Regions from separate parts of the Macaca mulatta genome. Here region 2 is linked to region 1. The links are chromatin contacts, called in public Hi-C maps. All regions are on one chromosome and are shown on one strand. Each heading gives the region's core, a stretch centred on a gene start, on an enhancer-like site or on the middle of the called end of the contact. The rest is flanking DNA. Distances are from core to core; before and after follow the strand shown.

The links. A called contact is a pair of places that touch in the nucleus more often than the background predicts.
Region 2: a contact with region 1 is called in a Hi-C map of fetal cortex germinal zone, with 2.1 times the contacts expected there. The contact joins the promoter of NMRK1 here to the promoter of C15H9orf40 in region 1. A contact is called at or near these places in 2 of 14 Hi-C or Micro-C datasets (CD4 T cells and fetal cortex germinal zone).

What each region holds. Positions count from the first base shown.
Region 1 is chr15:105,978,059-105,985,903 of T2T-MMU8v2.0, reverse strand. C15H9orf40 (chromosome 15 C9orf40 homolog) reads left to right here and starts at 3,973. Exons shown (of 2, transcript XM_001098902.5): 1 at 3,973-4,695. The coding sequence starts at 4,273.
Region 2 is chr15:106,116,541-106,124,385 of T2T-MMU8v2.0, reverse strand. NMRK1 (nicotinamide riboside kinase 1) reads left to right here and starts at 5,217. Exons shown (of 8, transcript NM_001261283.1): 1 at 5,217-5,427. It overlaps OSTF1 (osteoclast stimulating factor 1), which reads right to left and starts at 4,936. Exons shown (of 10, transcript XM_015117913.3): 1 at 4,724-4,936. The coding sequence starts at 4,757.

The DNA of each region.
Region 1 (7,845 bases), core at 2,724-5,223:
CAACTACATTATTAATTCAAAGAGGTATAGGTAAGTAAATACCAATAGGTTAACTTAAAAGGAAATTCATAATGATGGGAGGAGGTAGAGTAACAAGAAAAGAAATTTTGAAAGTATTTCAAACTGAAAGATAATAAAAATACAACATACCAAAATTTGTAGGATGTAGCCAAAGCAGTGCTACAGGGAAAGTTACAGCTTTAAATGTTTATTTTAGAAACTAACAAAGACGGCTGGACTCGGTGGCTCACGCTACTTGTAATCCCAGCACTTTGGGAGGCCGAGGTGGGTGGATCACCTGAAGTCAGGAGTTTGAGACCAACCTGGCTAGCATGGTAAAACCCCATCTCTACTAAAAATACAAAAATTGGCCGGGTGCGGTGGCATGCACCTGTAGTCCCAGCTACGCGGGAGGCTGAGGCAGGAGAATCGCTTGAACTTGGGAGGCAGAGGCGGCAGTGAGCCAAGATCGTGCTACTTCACTACAGTCAGAGTGACTGTCTCCAAAAAGAAATTAACAAAGAGTAAAATCAGTGACCTTAGGTGCTATCAGAAGAAGCTAGAGAAAGAAGAGCAAAGTAAATCCAAATGTAGTAGAAGCCAATGAAATGGGAAAAAGAGAAACTAAGAAAATATTCCAACAAATTTGATGAATGAAATGGACAAATTCCTTGAACAAGTGGATCTGGTACTATTTACAACTTACGGTAAACTAATTTCAAATTCTACTTCTGCGGCCTTTAAAAAAGAACCCAGAACAGCAACAAAAACTCAGAAAATGTTATTTAAAAATATTGTCTACAAAAATTATAAAGTGCCTAGGGATAAACTTAACAAAGATACAAGCTCTTTATGGTGAGAAACATAAAACTTTGTTGACAGATATTTTTAAAACTTAAATAGTTATATTCTTGAACAGGAAGTGAGCTTGGTATTGTAAAGATAACAATTCTTCCCAAATTGATCTATAATTTCAATGCAGTTATATATATAACCAAAATTTCAAAAGGGTAACAAAATGTTACAGAGGATGCTATTACGGAAGAACAAAGGGCCAAGTATAGTTGTCACACTCCTGAAGAACAAGATGTCAAAGACTGCTCTCAAAACTTTGATCATCTTGATTGTGCTTATGGTTTCACAGGTGTATGAATGTCAAATTGTACACTTTATATGCAAATTATTGTATGTCATTTAGACCTAGGTAAAGCTGTTTTACAAAAACAAAACAAAAACAAAAATGAAAAAAACCTGGCAAAACAAGCCTGGGCAACATAGTGAGACCTAAAAATAAAAAATTAGCTGGGTGTGGTGGCACAAGCCATGGGCCAAGCTACTTGGGAGGCTGCGGCAGGAGGATTGCTTGACCCAGGAATTTGAAGCTGCAGTAAGCAGTGATCACGCCACTACATTCCAGCCTGAGCGACACAGCAAGACCCCGTCTCAAAAAATGTATTAAGCCGGGCGTGGTGGCTCATGCCTGTAATCCCAACACTTTGTTTGGGAAGCCAGGGCAGGTGGATTGCTTGAATTCAGGACTTTGAGACTAGTCTGGGCAACATGGCAAAACCCTGGCTCTACAAAAAAATTTTAAAAATTAGCTGGGTGTGGTGATGTACACCTGTAGTCTCAGCTACTCAGGTGGCTGAGGTGGGAGGATTGCTTGCCCCTGGGAGGTCAGGGCTGCAGTGAGCTGTAATCATATCACTGCTCTCCAGCTGGGGCAACAGAGCAAGCCCTGTCTCCAAAAAAAAAAAAAAAAAAAGTCATTTAACAATATACATACAGATGGAGAAGTTAAAAAGCAAAGGAATGATTAACTCAGCATTCAAAACAGTAATTACTGGGAGTGAGGAAACGGAAGGGTATGTGCCAGTGGGGAAGGGGTGCATAGGCAGCTTGTCATGTTCTAGTACAGGTAGTATTCTATTTCTGAAACAGAATGCTGTGTGTCTTACTATCACTCTTTTAACTACATGTGTATTTTATACAGCCTTTTGCATATATGATAAATTTCACAATTTTGAAAAAATGAGCGTCTGTAAAGAGGAACACAAAAGAATCAACCATTAGCTAAACTATACTCATTATTTTGGGGCCCTCAAAACCTTTCAAACAGCACCTGATGGCTACAATTAAGATCTTTCCTGCTCATTTAAAAATGGCAAAACTCTTCCTCTGTTTGAGACAGACGGGTTTTCAATTTATTTTTTTCTGGAGACAGGGTCTCACACTGTCACCCAGGCTGGATTGCAGTGGTGCAATCTTGGCCTCTGCCTCCAGGGTTCAAGCGATCCTCCCACCTCAGCCTCCCCAGGACTACAGGTGCAAGGCACCACCTCTGGCTAATTTTTGTATTTTTTGTAGAGATGGGGTTTCACCATGTTGGCCAGGCTGGTATGGAACTCCTGGGCTCAGGTGATCTGCACACCTCGTCTTCCCAAAAGTGCTGGGATTACAGGCGTGAGCCACTGCACCCAACTGGTTATCAATTTCAAACAAGAAAAGTAAAAACCAAACAGAAAAGCTATTGCTTACTACCCTAAGTTGGTACATTTCTGTGCTTAATTACTAAATAATTAACTTGTCCTCTCACAACCACCTTGAGGTGCAGAGGTACAGGGTAATTAGTACTGAGATAGTACCTAGCACTAAAATAGAATTATCTTCCTTGCACACTTTTTCTACAGAGGATGATAGTTTTTCCCTTCAAAGCACTGGTAACAGTCTTATTTTCTTCTTTCCATTTTTGCTTACTTGGTTACTGTCTTTATCAAACTATTAAAATAGTAAATACTACCAGATGCGGTGGCTCACACCTGTAAACCCAGCACTTTGGGAGGCCCAGACAGGAGGATCGCTTGAACTCAGTGGGGCCTGGCTGCAGTGAGCCGTGATGGCACCACTGCACTTCCACCTAGGTGGCCGAGAGAGACCCTGTACCAAAAAAAAATAAAAACAATAGTAAATATACTGCAGTTGTCTCCACCTCACTTCACCTGACAACACTGTTTTGCTGTAATGGCCTTGGAATCTTGATCTGACCACCACCCAGAGTAAGCAGGGAACTCAGGTTTCCAACATAATTTAAGAGCCCAACAATTGTAGGTTTCACTTGGAAAGGACAGCTGTGCTTCAGGCTTGGTTCTTGCCAACTACTCAGCTATTTTGGATGAGCTGCACATCTTGTCTGTAACTTCCTCCCTAAGTTTTTAATCAAGAGATCTTCCAGGAATGTGGTGCCTGCTTCACCGTCCACAGCAGCTGCGCAAAACATACACTTCGATTTGTGTGTGTGTTTTGTATACTAGCTTTAACTACTTCCCTCAGCACAGACTCCCTTCAGTCGTTTGTTTTGAATAACAATCTATTGTGAAGCCTCTTAAACGTTAGTTTACTTAAAGTTTGTATTATCCTTTCTTTCCTTTTTTTTTTTTATTTTTGATACAGAGTCTCACTCTGTTGCCCAGGCTGGAGTGTCGCGGTGCGATCTCTGGCTCACTACAGCCTCCACCTCCCAGGCTCAAGTGAATCTTCCTCCTCGGCCTCCCGAGTAGCCGGGACCATAGGGAGGGGCAGGCCAACAAACCTGGCCTATTTTTGTATTTTTTGTAGAGACGAGGTCTTGCTATGTTGCCCAGGATAGTCTGGAACTCTATTATATCTTTGCCTTACTCTCATGGAGACGCCCCCGTGGTCACTGACTGGAGGAAGGAAATACACATTTTAAAGGCCTTAAATTTCCTATAGGAGGGTCTAGAACGTACCGTGCTATACCGAACTTAGTAGTGAGACCACCGCCACACCCCTGAGGAAACAAGGTCACGCCCCTCTGCGGGCCGCTCGATCTGGTCTTTAATTAATCCCGCCGCCGCCTTCCCGCCTACCCCCGGGCGCGCACTTCCGGTCGCGAGGGCGCTCGGGAGCGCGCCCCGCGAGCCTCCACCAACCAGCGGCTCCGCCTGGCCAGACAGAGTGCGCGCGCGCACGTTGTGCGCAGGTTCGAATCTCCGCCGCTTCGCGGTTGCTTCTCAACGTCCGGGCCGCATCTCGGCGGCGGCGAGGGCTGAGCTCTGGAGCTGCCTCCGAGCCGGAGCCCCAGCCCTAGCTCGTGCGCTAGCCGCCCCGCCCCACCCCCTCCAGCGTCCTGCCGCCTCCTCGCCCGACTTCGGCCTATCCCTTTCTCACGCGCTTAGTCTTCGCTCTTCGCCCCCGCAGCTATCAGCACTCGGTCTCCCGCGCCTGGCGGGCTCCGCCCGAGCCTCTGGGCCCATGGCCAAGCGGCGTGCGGCCGAGCCGGTGACGTTCCACGTGCCTTGGAAGCGGCTCCTGCTCTGCGACTTCGCTGAGCAGCCGCCGCCACCGCCTCTCTGGATCCGGCCGCCCGGGGTCGCGCATACTGGGCAGCCCCTCGGCGTCCCCGGGCAGCACCGAAAGCGCAAAATCGACGCAGGGACCATGGCAGAGCCCTCGGCTTCGCCCAGCAAGCGCCGTGACAGCGGGGACAACAGCGCCCCGAGCGGACAGGAGCGTGAGGACCACAGCCTGGAGACAGGCGATCCGCCGCTGCTGCCGCCGCCGCCCGTGGGGCCGGGGGAGGAGCTCCCGGGCGCCCGGCCCCCGGGGGGCGGTGGCGACGACGGGGCGGGGCGCGCAGGACCCCTGCGGGGAGACTGGGGGGTCGCATCGCGCCAGGTAGGGGCTGGGGGCGGGTGGGCTGAGGGGCGAAGGGGCTTGCCTTTTCCCCTTACACACAGAGCGTCCCAGGTCCCACTCATGACTTGTGTAGGTTAAGACGCCTGAGGAGGGGGAAGGAAGGGGTCACCGCTCCGGGAGAGGATGCCGACTGCCAGAAGACACCCCGAGAGTCCGATGGGCAGAAAGCACCGGGCTGGGCGAGGGGGAAACAGACCGTGGTCTGGAGCGGTAGAAGTGGCCTTACGGCGTCAGCGCCGCGCTCTGTAAAAGGAAAATGGGACCGTGGGTTGTGGCAGGCTGTGAGCACTGTGAGGACGCTGACCGTGAAGGGATAGGTTCAGTCCAACGACAAACGACAGACAAGAGGTGTAGAGGGCCTTCCTGGGTTTAACGATGATTAGTCTAGAATTCGGGATAGAATTCTTTTTCTAGAGGGAGACCAGTGTGGTAGCCGTCGATTAATTGGACGTCCTGGAAGCTGGTTGGACAGCTTCTGGAGAAAAGGATGGACCACCATACCTTGGGCAAAGCTTTGTTTTAACTCATAATGTTAAATCTGATCCTAGGCAAAAGTAACGTTGAAAATTAATTTGGGGGTGGGGCGTGGTGTCTCACGCCTGTAATCCCAGGACTTTGGGAGGCCATGGCGGCTGGATCACCTGAGGTCGGGAGTTTGAGACCAGCCTGGCCAATAGGGTGAAACTCTGTCTCTATTAAAATACAAAAATTAGATGAGTGTGATGGTGCACACCAGTAATCGCAGCTACTCGGGAGGATGAGGCACAAGAATCATTTTAACCAGGGAGATGGAGGTTGTAGTGAGCTGAGATTGGGCCACTGCACTCCAGCCTGGGCAACAGAGTGAGACTCTGTCTCAAAAACCAAAAAAAAAAAAAGACAATTAATTTGGGACTTAAGGCATATATGAAAATCATTGGGGGGTTCCTATTCAAGACATGAGCCTGCCTCATCTCTGCACCTAAGAATCCTGAGAAGATCTAGGCATGCCTCTATTTGCCTAGATCTCTGCTGCCCAGCCGCTAGCCAGTAAGAACACTTGAAACGTGACTAGTCCAAATGGGAATGTGCTCTAAGTTTAAAATATGCACGAAATTTCGTGGATTTAATAAGAAATAAAGATAAAATAGCTCAAAATTTTATATTGATTACACATGAAATAACTTGGCTATATTGAAGAAAATATATTTAATACCAGAAGTTTCTTTTACTTTTTAAATACCGCTACTAGAAAATTTTAAATTATGTTTTTAGAGCATTATATATTTATTGGACAGCTTTGGTCTAGACTTAGGAATTCATACTGCTTTTTCACAGTCCTGCAATGACTTACCAGAGGACTTGGAAGATGAAGAACCAAATACAGGTTTCTCAGAATTCACCACATTCTCTTCAGCTATCTAATAGCATCCACCCAACGTTCTTCTGTTTTCTTAAGTATCTTATGTCAGGGTTTTCAAATGCCTTTCCAAAAAAAAAAAAAAAGAAATGAAATTTCTTAGGCATGACTTGTTCATGTGAAAAATTCAATAAAATAACGAGAGTTTTATAGTTGGGAAAGACTTTTTTTTTTTTTTTCCCTATGATTGAAACATGACCCTTATTTAAACTTTTTTTTCAGATTGCTCTCAGATATTCAAAATCAACTAAAAACTGATGGATCATCTTCTAAACCTAATGGATAAGGAGATTAGGGACTGTGTAGTTTGAAAACTTTTTGAAAGCTCTTCACACCATTTTAGTACTCCACTCATGCATAGGCTTGTCACCTACCAGAATGCACTGTCTATGGTATGCCACACAGTTGATAAGAGGGAAATATGGAAATGACAGTAGGCAAAGAGTAAGAGTACTCTAGTAGCCTGAAACGTGATGCTTACTTAGAGTCTTAGACTCAACTGTCTTTTCCCCTGCAGCAGTGACTAGATCTGGCACCTCTGTACTTCTATAGTCGCTGCAAGCACATGACAGGGAAAAAGGTTGGCTCCAGCGGTTCTTTCTTCACCAAGACTAGTCCCCTTGTTCTCTTTGTTGTTTTTAAAAAAAGAGTCTTGGGGTCTCGCTCCCATGCCCAGGCTGGAGTGCAGTGGCACCATCCCGGCTCACTGCAACCTTAGCCTCCTGAGTAGTTGGGACTACAGTGCATGATACCACGCTGGACTAATTTTTTTTTTTTTTTTTTTGGTAGAGATGGGGTTTCGCCATCTTACCCAGGCTGGGCTCAAGTGATCCTCCCGCCTCTGCCTACCACATTGTTGGAATTACAGGCGCAAGGCACCCTCAGGCCCTCTTTTGAGGAAAGCTCAGTAACACTCCTAGTTTCTTCTTTTTGTTAGATTTGTTCTGGAGCCACTTCTCTTTTGCAAACATGCTCTCTCCAGCTTCTGTTTTTCCTTCCTGCCTCCAAAGACAGGCTTTTTGTTTTAAGGATTTTATACCTGATTACCAAGGGAAAATTGAATATAACAAAAACAGAGACGTAAAACAGTTAAATACAGTAAATGCCTGGTTTCTTTTGTGCTCAGAATAGGGCTTAAGTCCCAGCCCTCACCCTTGGGACCTCATTTAGGAAATACTACCTCAAATACCTTTTTTCTACATTAAGAATGCAATCTAGGCAGGATAATGTTACGTCATTTCTGTCCTGGAACTTCAGGGTATTTCCTGTTTCAGATGTTTTTTGACTAGAGAAATAAAATCAGGTATTCATTAAATATTCATGTATTTTTTTCATGTTGGTGTCACTATGTAGACTCACTGCCCTGTCAGTGTTGACTCAACTGTTAGTTTTTTGTTTGTTTGTTTTTAATAAATTGAGATGGAGTCTTGCTATGTTGCCAGGGCTGGTCTCAAACTCTGGGGCTCAAGCGATGCTTCTGCCTCCCAAAGTGCTGGGATTACAGGTGTAATCATGCCCAGCCAACTGTTAGATATTCTTAACAGAAAGTAAGCAGAAATGCTTTAAGGAGACAGTGATTAATGATTCATTGGCTTATTGGGATATAATACCTAGCAATATTGAGAATTACTATGCCAAGCCTGAATTTTTACCACAGTCCTCCATTTTATCAATAAAGTCAAGATCAGATTTAGTGAGCGGTGGAGTTATCTTGCAAACCCAGGTCTGTC
Region 2 (7,845 bases), core at 3,968-6,467, 140 kb before region 1:
AGACCTGCTTAGAATGAGATGATTCTATGGCCCAAATCTCATTCAGTATTCTTTGGCCCATCCTTACTCTCAGAATAAAATATTTTTTTTAAAGATTTCATGAGAACAAAAGTTCCGTTTTCTACACTTCTACACTCTAACAAGCCAGACAGATTCACGCTAATTGAACTGCAAGGCTTCTGAGAGCGGCTGAAAACAACATAAATGCTGTATGTGTAAAACTAAGAGGTCGTACTCATTCAGAAAAAGGAAAGGAGGGTCCCAGCCAGGTTTGGTGGTGAGCACCGATAATTCCAGATACTCTGGAAGCTCAGGCAGGAAGACTGCTTGAGTACAGGAGATCAAGATCAGCCGGGCAACACAGCAAAATCCCATCTCCAAAAGAAAAGAAAAGAAAAGAAAAGAAAAGGAAGGAAAGAACGATAAAGAATGAGCTAAAGACCACGAAATTGAAACACATCTTAGCAGAGTACCATGGTGACACAGATAACAGTTAAGAGAGAAAGTTTCAATGACAGACCTTGTGTGGCCAAAAGTGATTCTACAGAAACAAAATCAGTAAGCAAGGAAAGATCAAGATGCGACAGAACTGATTTTTCAAGCAGAATGCGGCAATACCATACAGCCTTTTGGAAACATATACCAACCAACAGCAAGACATTTCAAATGGAAGCTGAGACACTGTTCTAAGGATAATTGTTTTTATTTTCTTTTTTGAAATGAAATGGATGTGAAGAAGAAAGAAACCTGAAACAATATTCAACCAAATGTAAATAACGATTATCGGTAGATGACAGGGATGATTTCTAGATTTTAGTTATATATTTATTGTTTACCTTTTCCCAAATTTTCTAAAAATAAAAAAATTACTTATATTTTTAATTACAAGCTTTTTTTTTTTTTTTTTGACAAAATGAATGAGATCAGCCATCCAGTTGTAGATATGGGATACTCTAGGTAATATCTATAGATACATATGTCTTCCCCATTAGACTCAGGACCCTGGTGAATGACACCTTAGGTTACTGCTCCTTAGAACCCCAGTGTCTAGCACAGGGCCTAAAATATGAGCTACATGTATTAAGAAATGTTTAGCAAATGAATTCTGGATATGGCCAAAAACCCAAGAAGGTAACCCTGATCTATCCTCCAGATAGTACAAATATGGCCAGGGTCTCCCACTGGTATCTGCCCAGGACTTCTCAGCCTCCTTCCACCAACGGTGCCCCTGTTGGGCATGTGCTGATCAGCCGGAAAGATGCAATTAGTCTGCATTATAGCTTAATGTCCCTCGCTTTTAATATCTTCCAGCGAGTCCTTTGTCCTTACTCATCTAGCTTCTTTCCTTTTAGTATTGTCTACTGAATTGAGCCATGCTGTTTTACCCACATCTTGCTCTGAAAGAAGCTATAAGAAACACAGCTAGGATGTGCTGTCTTGTATTTCTGCTAGAGATATCCAGGCCACTCCAACACTTTAAGAGAACCCACGGGAAAATCTGTCTCAGATCTCAATGCCATTAAAATAACTACTTTTCAGAGCAAGTGACACATTTTAATTTTATGAGCACTGTGAATCTTGAGATTTTTCTCTCGGCTTGCAGCTGAGAGCCAAATCTACAGTGACCTTACTACACGCAGGTCTGTCTGTAAGCTAGCTTTTCCTCTTGTTTCATCTTATCATTCTTCCCTCCCTCTAAAATGACCTTGCTTTATCTTTTTTTCCTCTCTCTCAGATCATGTGTATTTTTAGAAGTCCTTTGGAAAGAGGTAGGATATAAACAAACCAAAAAATTAAATACAACCCCAAAGTCCCCAATCCCATGCTGTCTTTGGAGATTTGTATCCATGTAGCTTGCCTGCAGGACAAGAAAGTAAAGCTCCACACCACTCTCCTTGCTGTACCAGCCAGGGGGTGACCTTTATGTGCATCTGTGACAAGAAGGTCTGTAGACCAGAGGCCCCTCCCTTTCGACTTCCTGACCACCAGCTCTAAAATACACATGACCACCAATGTGAATGGAGCACTATGACTCAAGGCAGAATTGCAAATGGTTAAGAGTGCAGACTTCGGCTGGGGGCGGTAGCTCACGCCACTGTGATCCCAGCACTTTGGGAGGCCAAGGCGGGTGGGTCACAAGGTCAGGAGTTCAAGACCAGCCTGGCCAAGATGGTGAAACCCCATCTCTACTAAAAATACAAAAAACTAGCCAGGCTTGGTGGCGGGCGCCTGTAATCCCAGCTACTTGGGAGGCTGAGGCAGAGAACTGCTTGAACCCGGGAGGCGGAGGTTGCAGTGAGTCGAGATTGTGCCATTGCACTCCAGCCTGGGTGAGAGAGGAGACTTCATCTCAGAAAAAAAAAAAAAAAAAAAAGAGTGCATACTTCAAAGCCAGACTACCTGGGTTTTAATCCTGCCTGCTACATCCCCCACTCTAACTGTTGACTTTAGACAAATTAAATAACATTCCTGCGCATCTTTATTTCCCCATCTGTGCAACAGGAACAATATAATGGTACTGACCTCATAAGATTGTTGAGAACAGCAAATGCGTTAACACATGTAAAAGTGAGTAGGCCATTGCCTAATACACAGTAAATGTGGGACAGTACGACAATAGGACATTTCTGTTTTTGTTTTTTGTATTCTGTTGAGACGGGGTCTTGCTATGCTGCCCAGGCTAGTCTCAAATTCCTAGCTTCAAGCACTCTTCCCACCTCAGCCTCACAAAGTGCTAGGATTACAGGCACGACCCACTGCTCCTGGTCATTGCTTTTTTTTCTACTAAGGTAGCCCACCCACATTATCAAGTCTGATTGGCAGTAATGTTTCTGACTGTAAATTACTAAACTGACAAACCCATTTCTATGGTAACTTTGTGTCTGGATCTCATTTACAAATTAATGTTCATTCAAAATTCCCTGTATCCTGAATCAAGGACCAGATAAAACAAAATAAAATAAAATAAAATGCAAAATTCCCTCTAAACACCAGTCACGTTTAACCACAAGCTTTCTGATGTGAAGGAGAAAGCAGGTTCCTGGGAATGTATCCACAATTAGTAACAGGATGATCCCTCAACCCCCAAGTGTGAATGAATGCACAAGTATACACTACTGTGTGCACATACACACACCTGTCATTTTCAATACAGACATTTAATATGCCTGAAGAGATTTTTAAAAAAGAAAAAAAAAAAACTCATGAACTTTTTCTCAGGGCATTCTTTAAAATAATGTATTTCAATAGGCCGCAGGTGGTCAGAAAAAAAATATACTGTTTAGCTATCAAAGAACAACTCTGCATTGTTAGATACTTGAGGTCCTGATTTGCACCTGGGTTTAGAAAGCTACCTCATACACATGCACTTAAAATGGAAATTTCTCATCAGATTCCACATCTAATGCAATGCAGAGCCCAACTCTAGATGTGCCCCATCTTTACTCAGGGAAGAGCCAGTCTCAGCAACTTCCTTCACACTCAGCCCACCGAGATGTCAGTCCTCAGTGAAGGACTATTCCACATACGTATGTACATGATTATCAAATAAAGGGACTTCATACTCCAACTGCAGGAACGCAAAGGAAGAAAACCAGACAAGTATGAAAGCTGTAGCGTTTAGGAAAATCAAGGAAAAAATTAATCACTGAAACTCTTATCTCCTGCAACGAAAGTTACTTCAAAATTTGATGTAAATGGATTAAATTTCAGCATTTCGCTATACCGAAATTACACAAGATGGGAGTGAAAATAACCAAGAATACATTGGAGTCATTTATCTTCCATTTCCCGTATTTCCCTTAATTACCTACCCAAATGAAAGCACCTAAGAGTTGTTAAAGTATTGAAATACGTCAGTCCTTTCTAAGCACCTACCCAAATGAACGCGCGGAAGAGTAGGTTACAATATTTAATTAAAATACGTCAGTTTCTTTCATAATTCTCTTATTTCTGCGTATCACAAAAAATAGTCTAAGAACAGAGCAAAAATGAACAAGGACAATCCGCCAAGAAAACTGCTTTGAGGAATGTAGTAATCTCAGTCCTCTCAGGTTTACCACGCCAACGTCTTTGGGAGAGCGAAGGCAAAGGAGATGATAAAATGACACTTCCGAATAGCAACAGCTGAGATTACTTTCGCATCCTAGATTCTTTCCACCAGGAGCGCGAGCACGGGGTCTTCTAAACGCTCTTTCCACGATCCCGAGGTCAATTTCAAACGCTGCTCCTAGCCTAAGTCCCGAAGGAGGCTCGCTCGCCCACCCCACCCTGCAAGCATTGCACTTCCCGTTCGCTCTGGCCGGTCAGGAACCCTAACTTGACAGTGACAAACACCGAGAAAAGAGGAAGTGGCTAAAGACCATTTCAAGACATTTTTTAAAGGGAGATCAATGGCCCTGTCTTTCCGGAAAACTTCCATGGGACGTTGCCATCACACCCTCTGAAAGTTTCAGCGAATGACAACGTAGCAAAAGTGAGGTCGACTCCCCTTTAAAAATATATATATATATATATTTTTTTAACCCTCGAAATCCTCTCGCTATCAAAATCGATCCCTCCCCGGTAACAGCGAACGCAAAAGAGCTCCCATCCCAGTGGGGCAGATCTCGTAAGCCAGGCTCGGGGCCGGGTGCGCGCCGGGTCCTCCCTGCCAAGCGGCAGAGGAGGGGCCGGCACCGCGGCGGCCGGAGGACCCGACGAGCGCCTCCCTTACGTCCCTCACCTGGTTTGACTGGTTTGGGTGGCGGCTTCGACATCTCGCTTCCTGGCGCTGCAAATCCTAAAGACCCCGCCGAAAAGCCCACCGCTTGCCCGCCACCTGGCACTCAGGCACCCCAGTTTCTTTTTGTCTGGCTTACAACGGTGCGCCTCCCAGGACCGGCGCCCACCCTTGGCTGCGCAAAGAACGGACGCAGGCAGAGCTGCTCCGCCGTGTGCCCCGCCCCGCCACACGGCCGCCGGAGCCGTCCTAAGCGCCAGCCGGGCCGACGAGGAAGTGGACCCTGCCTGGCCGAACGCTTATTGGCTCCCGGGCTGGCAGCTTCGCCGCAGTGGGAGCGCGGGCGGCGCGCACGGCGGCGGAACGGGCCGGAGCCGAGCGAGGGCGAAGCGGGCGCGCGCCAGTGCCGCGGGCCGCGCGCGCTCCCAATAGGGAAGAGCCGGAGCTGGCCAGGGGCGCGCGGGAGAGGCCACGCTCGCCGTAGCCCCGCCCCGCCCCAACGGGGGCTGGAACCCGGGGCAGAGCTGAGTGGAAAGGGGCTTCAGGTGGCCACCGCTACCTGGCATCCCTCTAATCCAGGAGGATCGTGGAGAAAGAGGTCGTGGGCCTCTCGGGGAGCGAGCTGCGGGTAGCGGCGCACTGGGGACAGGCGCGCGCCTGGCTGTCGCCCTTGCCGCTGTGTTTGGGAGGACTCGAACTGGCGCCAGGTGAGTGCTTACCTGCTCGCCCCTGCCGCGCCGCGCCGCGCCGCCTTGGTGGGGCCTGGAGGTGTTTCCAGAGGGTTTTTGTGCTGGAGCTCGGGACTTGGTTACACCTTGAAAGCCTTGCCTGGACTCTTGCCACCCTCAGAGAACTGATAGGTGGCCTGCCGAGGAGCACGTGGACTCCTGCTCTAGCGCCCTGGCATAATCCTGAAAATGGGAACTCTGCCTCCAAGAGACCGCGCAGCTGGGAGAAGTCGCCAGGGACAGGATTCAGTACTCGATCCTCGCGGGTCGAGATGGTCTCATTGCTCTAGCGTTGGGGTGATGACCTACTGCCCGCCTGTTGCCTGTTATTGTATGGCCTGCTAAGAAGTTTTTTTTTTTTACGTTTTTAATGGCTGAAAAGAAATCAAAAGAAATATAATACTTTGTGACACGTGAAAATTACATGAAATTCCGATTTCAGTGTCCGTGAAAATTACATGAAATTCCGATTTCAGTGTCCGTAAAATTTTACTGGAACACAGTCACGCTCATTTGCATCTGTGTTGTCTGTGGCCGCTTTCGCATTACCCAGCAGGGTTGAGTAGCAGCTGGCAAAGCCCAAAGCATTTCCTATCTGGCACTTGACAGAAAAAGTTTGCCGACCCCTGATCTAGCGGATATTATCTTCGGTGGGAGGAAAGAACTGGAGCACACAAGGAAGCCAATGGCATAAGTTCAAAATAACAGTCAATATTGTAAATTAATTGTGTATTTGGGGAAGGAAAAAACTATTTACACAAGAACCTACATAAATGAAACCAACGGGGGAGGGGCATGAATTGCGTTTTCAAAAACCCCAGCCCTTCACGCCTGTAATCCCAGCACTGTGGGAGGCCAAGGCGGGTGGATCACGAGGTCAAGAGATCGAGACCATCCTGGCCAACATGGTGAAATCTGATCTCTACTAAAAATTCAAAAATTAGCCGGGCGTGGTGGCGGGCGCCTGTAGTCCCAGCTACTCGGGAGGCTGAGGCAGAAGAATCACTTGAACCCGGGAGGCGGAGGTTGCAGTGAGCCGGGATTACACCACTGCACTCCAGCCTGGTGACAGAGCGAGACTGTCTTAGGAAAAAAAACCCAGCCTTGAGGGATTTGTTTACCAAAAGGGAGCAAAGTTTAAACAATAGTAGGAAAAGACTGCCCTATCTCCTGGAAGAAGAGAATCAAAATAGCCGTTCAATAGAATACAGAGTGAGAAGTCCTGGAAACATTTTCCTCTTTTTAAAATATCAGGCTGTCCTGTAGATACATTTGAAGAGCACATTTAGCAGGAACTTTGTCTTTCAGATCATTTGCGTCAGCTGCCCTCTTCGTACAATCTGCTGATTTTGCACATGCAACTTCTGACCGTTCTACTGTTTAGAATCCAAAATGTAAATGTTTAGTAGTGAAATGAATTAAACATAATAAACACATCTGAATTAAAAAAAAACCCAACAACATTTTACTTAGGATTAAAAAAAAGTGTAAAAAATAAAAATTAGTCATTTTAGATTTGCTCTTGGCTATCCTAGTTTGTTCTCCCGCTATGCAAAAGCTCTCTGTTGTTGAGGAAAGCTTTGCACACACCGGGAAAATAAACTACACAGATATTCCATGAGATTGAAGGTGGTGTGGATTCTAGTGATAGATGTGCCCTGAAATGATGACTCTTTGGACACATCACATGATTGACAGTTTGTACGAAGCTTGCATTTGCTTCATGAAGCCTGGCAAATCATAATTGCAAGCTTTTTAAATTTGATGTTTTGTTTTGTTTTTGGTTTCTTGGGAGGCAGTTTTGGGGTTGTTTTTTGTCTGTTTGCTTTGGTTTTTTTTCAAGAGAGGGTCTCGCTCTATCGCCAAGGCTGAAATGCAGTGGCGGGCGCAGTCATGGCTCACTGTAGCCTTGGTGATTTTTTTTTTTTTCTTTTTTTTTTTGAGACGGAGTCTGGCTCAGTCACCCAGGCTGGAGTGCAGTGGTGCGATCTCAGTTCGCTGCAAGCTCCGCTTCCCGGGTTCACGCCATTCTGTTGCCTCAGTCTCCCGAGTAGCTGGGACTACAGGCGCCCGACGCCACGCCCAGCTACCTTTTTTGCATTTTTAGTAGAGACGGGGTTTCACTGTGTTAGCCAGGATGGCCTCGATCTCCTGACCTCGTGATCCGCCCGCTTCGGCCTCCCAAAGTGCTGGGATTACAGGCGTCAGCCACCGCACCCGGCCACCTTGGTGATTTTTAATAGTTCTTATAGAGGGCAACAGGCAATGAAACAGTAGAATATGATGTGGAGGTGGACAGTGCCAGGCCTGAACCTGGAGCTCCCCTAAAGCTGCCCTGTGCATGCACAGTGTTTTTGAAATAAATGACTTCAGGGATTGCTAGGCCCACCCCCACCC